Regions from separate parts of the Sus scrofa genome. Here regions 2 and 3 are each linked to region 1. The links are chromatin contacts, called in public HiChIP or PLAC-seq maps. All regions are on one chromosome and are shown on one strand. The core of a region is the stretch at or near the end of the contact, and the rest is flanking DNA. Distances in the headings are between cores, read along the strand shown. Region 1 overlaps CDK15 (cyclin-dependent kinase 15). Region 2 overlaps KIAA2012. Region 3 has its middle 16 kb from the start of FZD7.

Region 1 (3,277 bases), core at 309-2,808:
ACTTGCACATGTGGGTCTATGAGAGGGACCAAACCGATCTGTATTCCTTCTCTGTTCACCCAGCCACAGAGCCCAAATCTACTTTGACACTTTTAGAAAAATGAAAAGATGGAATCTTGCAGGAGCCTGCCTGTGCTGGGGGGGAGACGAGGAGTGCTCACAGCAGGAGGGAAGTTGACTTTTCTTTATACATATAGGGGTTTTTCCATGCAGAGTTTAAATTATGCCTGATAAAAGGAGTTTCGTGGATGTTTCAGTTCTTTCAAATTCTCCTGGCTTCCTCCCAATTAAATGAGGTTTGTCAAAGCCACAGGGCTCTGCTGCTGCTGCCTCGGCCGACAAGCACTTCCTGCAGCGACATCTCGAATCCCCGAGGGAGAAGATGAAAGGGCCAGCGCCAAGAGACAGGGGAAGGGGGGCAGATCGAGTGTGTGTGTATGTGTGTGTGTGTGTGTGTGTGTGTGTGTGTGTGTGTGTGTGTGTGTGTGAGGGGCGGGGGCAGAAATGGCAGAAGTGGGTTGAGAGACAGATCGACAGATAGGACATGGACAAGAAGACAGGGAAAACAAAGCTACCAGGAAAATTGAAAGGAAAAACAGAGGAAGACAGAGCAGCCACCAGGGCCAGTTTGTGCGCCTTGAGAACAGTGGCCCTCATCAAGACCATGGATTTTAAGGATGCACTCCCTTAGCCTGGCAGTGCCAGCTGTTTTTCCATCATCTGTGGCCATGAGCCTTTATTGAGAGCCTCCTTTGCAGACTGGGAGCGCCAGCCGTTATCACACTTCCCAACCCGCAGGGACACAGACTCGGGGTGGCTGCCCAGAAACAAGAATTGTGCAAAAATAAGACATGCTCTTGTGAGTGGTTTGTAAAGAGAGTTTCCCTGGCATAATGATGCAAGAAATTTTCCTCTCTGGCGGCAGCCTGGAATCACTTAGGGAGTTATATTTGTATCATTTTTATTATTCTGGTTTTATTCTGGTTTCAGGATAACAAAGTTGTCACTTTAAAATATATTCTGTTTCCCCTTTGATCTGGGAGATGCCAGCTCTTATTGTCTGCCCTCTGACGAAGACAATTTAAGCATGAAACTTGAGGCTAGGAACCGTGTGAAGAGGGGAAGGACAGCCTAAATGCCAGTGGAAGCGTGGCGCAGAGTCCCCCAAAATGCAGGGGTCACTCTCATCCATCCGTGTCCGTTTTCACGAAGTCGAGAGGTCCCTAGGTTGTGGTCGGAAGCTGATGGCCAGAGGAACCCAGGGGATCACTTGCCATGAAAATCCAGGAATTTTAGGCTTAGTTCCCTCCGAGTGCATTCTTAAGTGGAGAAGCATGCATGCTAGAATGGCAAGCATGTGGGAATTTCTGCCAAGCGCTGACATTTTCCCTTATTGACTCTTGAACACCTGAAGAAACATTTGTTGAAGGAGAAATTATGGGTAGTCTCTCTGAAAACACCCCCAGCAGCAAGCTAATTGCTTTTGCAGATGGCCGGAGAGACGCTCTACCCACTCAGTCATCAGCTTACGGCCACACTTGTGGTCCTCATGGCTGAGCCAGCAGAGCCGGACGTCAGCTGGGGCAGCTAGGACCTAAAATTAGGCCCTTGGCAGCTCTCTAATCTTAGCTGCAGGTTCAGCTTCTTCGTTTAATTCCCTTTGCCCTCAGCATGAACTTGGGCTCAGGGAAAGGAACGCTGCTTAATGACTCAGGAGTGGGGGGAGCAGAAGATCATTAAGCTGCCCCTTCTAGAGGCTGGCCCCACCCCATTCTTGCAGGGAGCCTTCCACATGTTACCCTTGGAAAGTGAAAACTGATTTTGGAACCTAGCCATTTTGAACCACAGACACTGATCCACAAAAGTAGTTTTTTTATCTTGGGCAGTAAATGCCACGTGATTTAAGAGTCTGGTCCTTAAGCCCTGGTCCTTGATGGAAACGACATCAAAGGCTGTCTCTCTCTGTGCGTTGGTCCCATTTTGCTTTGCAAATCCCAGGCTTGAGTCTCTCCCATTCCTTCCTGGACTAAATCCCCCTTCTCCTTTAAGTTAAGTTTCAGCATCTTAAAAAAAAAAAAATTCCTGAAACTTAAAAGCTTGCAATTGTTTCACAAGTAATTTTGCAAAAGCAATTTACCAGAGTCCTTCCTGTCATCATAGACTTCGGTCCCTGTAGGGATGGAAGAAGACATGGCATTTATCACTACCCTTTATCACACAACCCTAGTATCTGTACTCTGGTAGTCTCAGCAGATTTTATTCACAGGGCCCCATTAAAATCTGAGCAGTTTTTTTGCTCCCATAAAAGAACTTCAGGCCTTCTTTTCGATATTATCTCTTTAATACACTTGAAGATCTCTTGATATCACTTTCCAAAGCTTTCTTCTCTAAGTTCCTTTGACCTCCCCCCCAACCACCCACACACCCAATATCGATTCTTTTTCTTTTACCTTTTAATTATTTTGTTTCCTTATTCTACTCTGAACCTATTCCAGTTCTTTGGCTTATCGCTGAGACTACGGGCCCATCCTAGACTCAGGTTTCTAATGTAGTGGGAGAATTGAGTTCAGTTCATTCATGGAAGATTTATTGAGGGTCTCTCAGATATGAGATTGAGGGGTACAAAAATGAATTAGGCATGGACTCTGTCCTCAAAGAGCTTACAGTCCTTAAGGCAGTGAGTCAAGTATATAAACAGCTGCAGACCTAGTGTGAAGTGCTCTGGGAGGTCAAAGGAGGTGAGATTCAACTCCAGCTGTGGGGGTCCAGTTTGGCTTTGTGAGTGAGTCTTGAAAGATGATGGGGTCTGGATGGTTAAGGAGGCAAGATCTCCAGTGAGAGGAAGGCCGTCCTCTTCTTAATGCCATTATCATCTGAAGGTGTCTTTTTAATAATAATAGGACAATCCTCACTCAGGTTTCTTTCTTTCTTTTTTTTTTTTTTTTGTTTTTTCCTATGGCTATTCCCGTGGCATATGGAAATTCCCAAGCTAGGAGTCGAATCGGAGCTGCAGCTTCTGGCTTAACACCACAGCCATAGCAACGCAGAGCCGTGTCTGCGACCTACACCACAGCTCACGGCAAGGCTGAATCCTTAACCCACTGAGCAAGACCAGGGATCGAACCTGAATCCTCATGGATACTGGTTGGGGTCTTAACCCACTGAGCCATGATGGGAACCCCCTGACTCATATTTCATCCTAGGCTTTACTCTTTATCATCATATGTCTTCTGGCAATGATTTAAACATTCTTAACCTGTTCTAGCAAAGCTCAGTT
Region 2 (3,277 bases), core at 533-3,032, 250 kb after region 1:
TATAAGCAGTTTTGTTTTCCCGTATGCGCCTAGAGAAGTTCTGAGGAAGTACCTGAACTCTCACTGTTGAATCCCTGGCCAGGGTCAGGCCTCCCCTGAGGTAAAACATGGCAGAGCCCACACTTCCTGCCACTGAGGAACCACAGAAGCAATATTTACAATTTTTTTTTTTAACATACCTGCTTTGAAGACACTCTTTCTAAGGGATCTAGAAGGTTTTCTTTTTCAAGAGAGTCTGTGACTGAGGAAAATACACTGTGCTATATTTCAATAATTCCACAACTCCAAAGGCCTTGAGAATACCTCCTATACCCTAAACACTCCAAATTCACACAGCCTCATGGTTGTATTTTAAGAGACCTCATATCACCTGCAATGAAAGAGTGGCTCCGTCATGTCAAATTAAGTCCTAGACTGAATTATTACCCTTGCAGTCAAAAACAGGACCACTAGACCGAGGGTCCTAAACTCTAGTCTCCTCATTTCCCCTGTGAGGCTGCACAAACCAGCTCGCTCTGAGAATTGCCTGTGCCTGGGAGTTCCCATCTGGGTGCAGTGAAAACGAATCCCACCTAGGAACCATGAGGTGGCAGGTTCGATCCCTGGCCTTGCTCAGTGGGTGAAGGATCCCACATTGTGGTGAGCTGTGGTGTAAGTCAAAGATGCGGCTGGGATCTGGCCTTACTGTGGCTGTGGTGTAGGCCAGCAGCTGTAGCTCCGATTAGACCCCTAGCCTGGGAACCTCCATATGCCATGGGTGTGACCCTAAAAAGCAAAAAAAAAAAAAAAAGAGAGAGAGAGAGAGAATTGCCTGTGCCTCCTTTGTGAGAGGAGGGGGCTGTTCCCACCAGAACCAGCTGATTTGTTCAAGCAAGTTTTATTTCCTTTAGAAGTAGCCCCCTGTGAGTCCCCCTGTGAGTCCCCCTGTGGCACAGTGGGTTAAGGATCCCGCGTTGTCACTGCAGTTGCTGGCGTTTTGCCGCTGCGCGGGTGGGAATCCCCAGCCGCGGAACTGCCACATGCCTCTGGCCCGGCCAAAGGAAAAAGGAAAAAAAAGAAGACGCCCCACTAAAGGAAAGTTATTTGAGGAAAAGTCTCGGACGCCCCACTAGCCCCCAAACGCGAAGAAAATGAGGGTGGGGCGCCTTAGGGGAGGGGAGTGTCTTCTGCGCCTCCCCCACCCCCGTACTTTTGGAGGCTAATGGCTCTTTATTAATCACTTCAATTTTAACTACTTCCTCAACCTACTCTATGTAAATGACTAATTTCATGTTTACTATAAATCATCTGGAAAAGATTTAGAGACAAATTTCTGCCCAGCAGATTTCGGTTACGTACCTTGATGAGCCACTGGCAAATTCAGTGAATCCCTCCCTCTGTCGCCTTTCCACTCTGCGGCAGGCTAGGGGGTCACACAAAATTGATCTCTATCAGCATCAGGGGTTTCTGCTCGCCTGGCCTTTAACTGCCCCCTAATTCACCCCCTCCCTCCCTTCCCTGGGGTCGGACCACATTAGGAGTTTAGTCACAAAATACTTTTACTTTTTTTTTTTTATCAGTGTGTTAGCTTCGAGTGAAAACACAAAACCAAAATAGCAACTACCCCCCACCAAGGGTGGACTATTTTGGCATCACCACGCTTTCACGAGAAGTCACATACCTCGATTTGGAAAGCAATTTCTGACGGGCGGGTGAGAGTGAAAGCCAGCGGGTGCTTTGCAGACGTGACCGGGTTCCCGGATTTACCCAGTTCTGGAGGCTGCCTCTGGTGCCCCCTACTGGTTGGAGTTTTTAAACCCTCGGCTGTGCGTTTCCCGAGCCGCGGTCCGCGCCGGGGCCGCGAGCAGGAGGGATCCCGTCTTCCGCCTCCGGCACGCGGGCGGGCAACCGGTGGGACTCGCCGCCGAGGCACCTCCTCCACCCCTGGTGGAGAATGCGGACCTGGGCGGTAAAACCAAAACCAGAAATGAGTAGCGACTGGCGACAACGTCCTAGGAGTCGCAGGAGGGGGTTGAGTTGGGGAAAGAGGGGGAAGAAACCTACTAGGAGAAACGAGGAGATGAAAAGAGAAATGAAAAAAGAAAAAGGAGACAAGCAGACGTGTTTCAACTCCAAGCTCCCATTTCCTCTTTCAAATGAACTGCCTCCCCACTGTGAACAGAATCAAGTATTTATGAAGGCATTTTTTGCATATTAATAGCTGCATGTGGAGCTTTGCCAGTTCTGAAGTCCTAAAGGTATGGTGCCCTTTTTTGAATGCAGGTCCTCCACGCTCCTCACAGAATTTGGTATTCTCCTTCACATAGATTTTCCTTTTTGCCTTGTGGCTCCTCCTAAGGTCTTTCATTTGATTAAGGGAAATTAGTTCCCGGGATACGGTCAGAGTCCAAGCCCTGCTCTTAGCTCGGTGGCTGACATCAATCACTAGAGAAGCTTTTCCTCTTCCCCAGGGCCTCTCTATGTAGAGGCCAAAGGTTGCGTGAGGTTACTAGCACCTAAAAAGAGCATTAAAATTGTAAATGAAAATTCCAGCAGGAGTGTTAATATATCTATCGTGAGTGAGGAGAAAGTAAAACTTTTAAAAAAGGAAGAAAAATAATTGCATTAACTGCAACAGCATGACTAGCTATGCTCGGTAAAGATTATGAGCGATTTTAAAAGGAAAACATTGAAAACCAGTTAGAAAAAGAAGCAGGAGACATAAACAATTCATGTCAAAAATAATAGAGAACAAACAAGATTCATCCTGAATAGCAAATTTTTTGTCTGAGTAGCAGTTTAAATTGAGGCAAACTGAAAAAATAAATAAATAAATAAATTGAGGCAAACTGGAGGTGCCATTTTTATTTGAGATTTGAGATTTGTGCCTTCTCTCACCTTTTTTTTAATGGTAACACTCAGTACTGCTGAGGTATTGGTAAAACTGATACACTTAACACACTTCCAATGGGTTGTAGTTTGGTTCAATTCGCTTGTAAATCAAAATGGCAGTATGACTTGTGAAACATGGAAAATTTTCATATCCATTGATTCAGTATTTCTGACTTCTGGGGATTTATCCTAAGGAAATAGCTGAGCAGAAAAAAAAAAAAAAATGGGTGAAGGTGGCCATTGCAGCACTATCTGTAATACAAAAAAATTGGAAACAGCCAGAGACGTTATTAAATTAATTGTGTGGGATTTAATTCAGGCATTAAAAAATAATGTTTGTTTTTCCTAGAAGCTTTGATTTAATACAAAAGGTTTAACACAGAGTTTTTCAACTTCAACACCATTG
Region 3 (3,277 bases), core at 452-2,951, 170 kb after region 1:
CTCGTGCCACATATTTCACTCTGCCAGCAACTGCAATTGATCCCTGGCTCTGTCCTCTCCCTTAACCCCTACAAACAGCCAACCAACTTGGATCCCAGGTCCCCCACAAACACCATCTTTTGCTGATTAGAACATTGTAATGTCCTCTAACTGGGCTCCTTGCCTTCATTTCGTTCCCCCCTCCAAGTTGTTCCCACTCCGCAACTATAACTATGTCTCTTGCTTCTTGAAAAGCCCAGCACAGCATGCAAGGCCTTCTGTGGTCTTTGCCTCGCTCTCCAGCCTCACCCCCCACCATTCCCGCACTGCAGACTGCACTCTGGGAATGCTGGTCTGTGTACGCTTGCCCTACATACTCATGAATCATATGAATTTTTTTTTTTAGCTGTAGTTGATTTACAATTTTTGGTTCATTTCAGGTGTACAGCAAAGTGTTTCCATTATTTTTCAGCTTATATTCCATAATAAGTTATGATAAGATATTGAGTATGATTCCCTGTGCTATACAGTAAATCCCTGTTGCTTATCTATTGGGAATTCTTTTTTTTTTTTTTTGGCTTTTTAGGGCCGCACCCGAGGCATATGTACGTTCCCAGGTTAGGGGTTGAATGGGAGCTGCAGCTGCCACTCTATACCACAGCCACAGCAAAGCTAGATCCAAGCCGCGTCTGCAACCTACACCACAGCTCACGGCAACGCTGGATCCTTAACCCACAGAGCAAGGCCAGGGATCAAATCCACAACCCTATGGTTCCTAGTCAGATTCATTTCCACTGTGCCATGACAGGAACTCCTGGAATTCATTTTTTGATGAAAAGGAAAAATTTGTAGTTATTTTGACCATCAAAAGCTAATCAGGCCCCTAACTGGATGCACTGTAGTTCTTTTGCTCCCTGCAAAAATGGACGGGAATGTAGATCAGAAGAAAATCAGAGCAGAGACCTAAATGTCTCCATCATCACCCTGGGACACCCCTGCATCACCCTGGAACAACTAAAGGAATTCCAAGAAGAAGGGACACTACTGGACTGAAAAAAAAAAAAAAATGTCGGGGTTCCCATCGTGGCTCAGTGGTTAACGAATCCGATTAGGAACCATGAGGTTGCCGGTTCGATCCCTGGCCTTGCTCAGTGGGTTAAGGATTCAGTGTTGTCATGAGCTGTGGCATAGGTCGCAGATGCGGCTCGGATCCTGTGTTGCTGTGGCTCTGGCATAGGCCGGCAGCTACAGCTCCAATTAGACCCCTAGCCTGGGAACTTCTGTGTGCCGTGGGAGGGGCCCTAGAAAAGACAAAAAAAAAAAAAAAAAGAAAAAAGAAAAAAAAAGTCAAGCAAGGTTGTTAAGTATTATTAGTGCCTATGCAGTGATGTGTCTTCTATTTAGTCTCCAGTGCCCAGCATAATACCCAGTACTTAGAGATGCTCAGGGTACTGGGTTGGATAATGTCCCCCCAGAGTCATGTCCTTTCCGGAACATCAGAATGTGACCTTATTTGCAAATGGGGTCGTTGAGATGGAGTTAACTGAGTTAGGATGAGGTTATACTGGAGTACGGTGAGCCCTTAATCCAATATGACCGTTGTCCTTTCATGAAGAAGAAGAGAGACAGATGGAGAGACTGTCATGACAAAACCAGTGACTGGAGAGCTGTGTCTACAAGACAAGTGCCAAGGATCGCTGGCAACCACCAGGAGCTGGAAGAGGCAAGGAAGCTCCCTCCCGTGGAGACCAGAGAGCATGGTTCTGCTGACATGTCATTTCAGACTTCTACCCTCCAGAACTGTGAGAGAATAAACTTCTGTTGTTTTAAGCCACATATTTTGTGGGTTTTTGTTACGGCCGCCCTGGGAAATTAGTACATTCAGTGAATGTTGTTGGATCAATAAATAAAAGAATGAATGAATGGATCATATATGTGGAAGACTATCCTGAGCAAAATAAAATATTGGCACCCTTGGAAATATGATTTATAGGTTATCAAGAAAAGTCCATTTCTCCTGCTCCATAACCCCATAACTAGATAGAGCTGAACATATAGTTGGAACTCTAAGCAGCAGCTGGGTTTTTTTCTAATTTTTTTTCTTTTTAGGGCCATACCCTCTGCATATGGAAGTTCCCAGGCTACAGGACCAATCAGAGCTGTAGCTAAAGGCCTACGCCACAGCCACAGCAGTGCGGGATTCAAGCTGCATCTGCAACCTATGCTACAGCTTGTGGCAACGCCAGATCCTTAACCCACTGAGCAAGGCCAGGGATCGAACCCACATCCTTATGGAGACAACATTAGGTCCTTAACCCACTGGGCCACAATGGGAACTCCCTCAAAAGTACTAGTTTTGCTATGGACTGGCTACAATTCCTCACTATAGCTAGAGAATAAAACTAAGAACCGAGAGGTTTTCTCGAGGAATCATAGACCCTTTTGAAAATCTGATGGAAACTATAGGCTCAGTCCCCCACAAAATGCATATATGGTCAAAAATGCCCAAGACTGCAGACTATTTCCTCCAAACCCACTGAACCAAGATTAAGAACTCCTGAATTAGAGGATACAGGTAGAATATTTAGCATTTTTCTCCAATTCTTTGGACACACTGAAAACAGAGAAAGGCAACAGAGTTGTATCTCCTTTTTAAAAGACTTTGCCTAGGAGTTCCCATCGTGGTTCAGTGGTTAACGAATCCGACTAGCATCCATTAGGTTGCAGGTTCGATCCCTGACCTTGCTCAGTGGGTTAAGGATCCAGTGTTGCCTCGAACTATGGCATAGGCTGCAGACACAGCTTGGATCTTGAGTTGCTGTGGCTGTGGTGTAGACCAGCAGCTACAGCTCAGATTTGACCCCTAGCCTGGGAACTTCCATATGCCACGTGTGCAGCCTTAAAAGGACAAAAAATAAAATAAAAAATAAAAGAAGACTTTGCCCAATCACAAGGCCCCCATCATTTAGAATGGGCTTCAGTGGCTCATGGAAGAGTAAAGACAGGTTACAGAAGAGCAACCCAGCCTGGAAATGTAGAGACCTGAATTCTAAATCCATCCTCACCATTTAACTCTTCTTTCTCTCTTCTGTTCACACCCAGCCCCAGTAAAATGTGGATGTTTTGGGGGTCAGAGGACAGGTTAATGAGATAATGCTGGTAAAGCACTTTGCCCCGGGAAAGGTTCCTATGTAAACATGAGATATTATTAGACATTATCTAACTTCAGCTTTGCCAGCATTGACCCAGCCAGCAGTGAGTTCTCTTTCTTATCTACTGTTTGGCCAAATTGGGTTCT

The links. HiChIP or PLAC-seq counts read pairs in DNA pulled down with a chosen protein or histone mark.
Region 2: a contact with region 1 is called in an H3K27ac HiChIP or PLAC-seq map of skeletal muscle. The contact joins two enhancer-like sites. A contact is called at or near these places in 1 of 47 Hi-C or Micro-C datasets (embryonic fibroblasts) and 1 of 2 datasets of contacts at active chromatin or transcription factors (skeletal muscle).
Region 3: an H3K27ac HiChIP or PLAC-seq map of skeletal muscle shows a contact between it and region 1. The contact joins two enhancer-like sites. A contact is called at or near these places in 3 of 47 Hi-C or Micro-C datasets (embryonic fibroblasts and skeletal muscle) and 1 of 2 datasets of contacts at active chromatin or transcription factors (skeletal muscle).

Annotation. Positions count from the first base shown.
Region 1 is chr15:105,492,578-105,495,854 of Sscrofa11.1, forward strand. All of the region lies in intron 12 of CDK15 (cyclin-dependent kinase 15), which reads left to right. Among named protein-coding and RNA genes, the nearest start is that of CDK15, 93 kb to the left of the region's middle. Within about 2 kb of position 1,559, at least 4 of the 83 cell types and tissues checked have an H3K27ac peak or open chromatin away from gene starts, as enhancers often do. A contact at or near this core is called in skeletal muscle, where this site is marked.
Region 2 is chr15:105,742,114-105,745,390 of Sscrofa11.1, forward strand. All of the region lies in intron 13 of KIAA2012, which reads left to right. Among named protein-coding and RNA genes, the nearest start is that of KIAA2012, 63 kb to the left of the region's middle. Within about 2 kb of position 1,783, at least 31 of the 83 cell types and tissues checked have an H3K27ac peak or open chromatin away from gene starts, as enhancers often do. A contact at or near this core is called in skeletal muscle, where this site is marked.
Region 3 is chr15:105,658,475-105,661,751 of Sscrofa11.1, forward strand. No RefSeq gene overlaps it. Among named protein-coding and RNA genes, the nearest start is that of FZD7, 16 kb to the left of the region's middle. Within about 2 kb of position 1,702, at least 4 of the 83 cell types and tissues checked have an H3K27ac peak or open chromatin away from gene starts, as enhancers often do. A contact at or near this core is called in skeletal muscle, where this site is marked.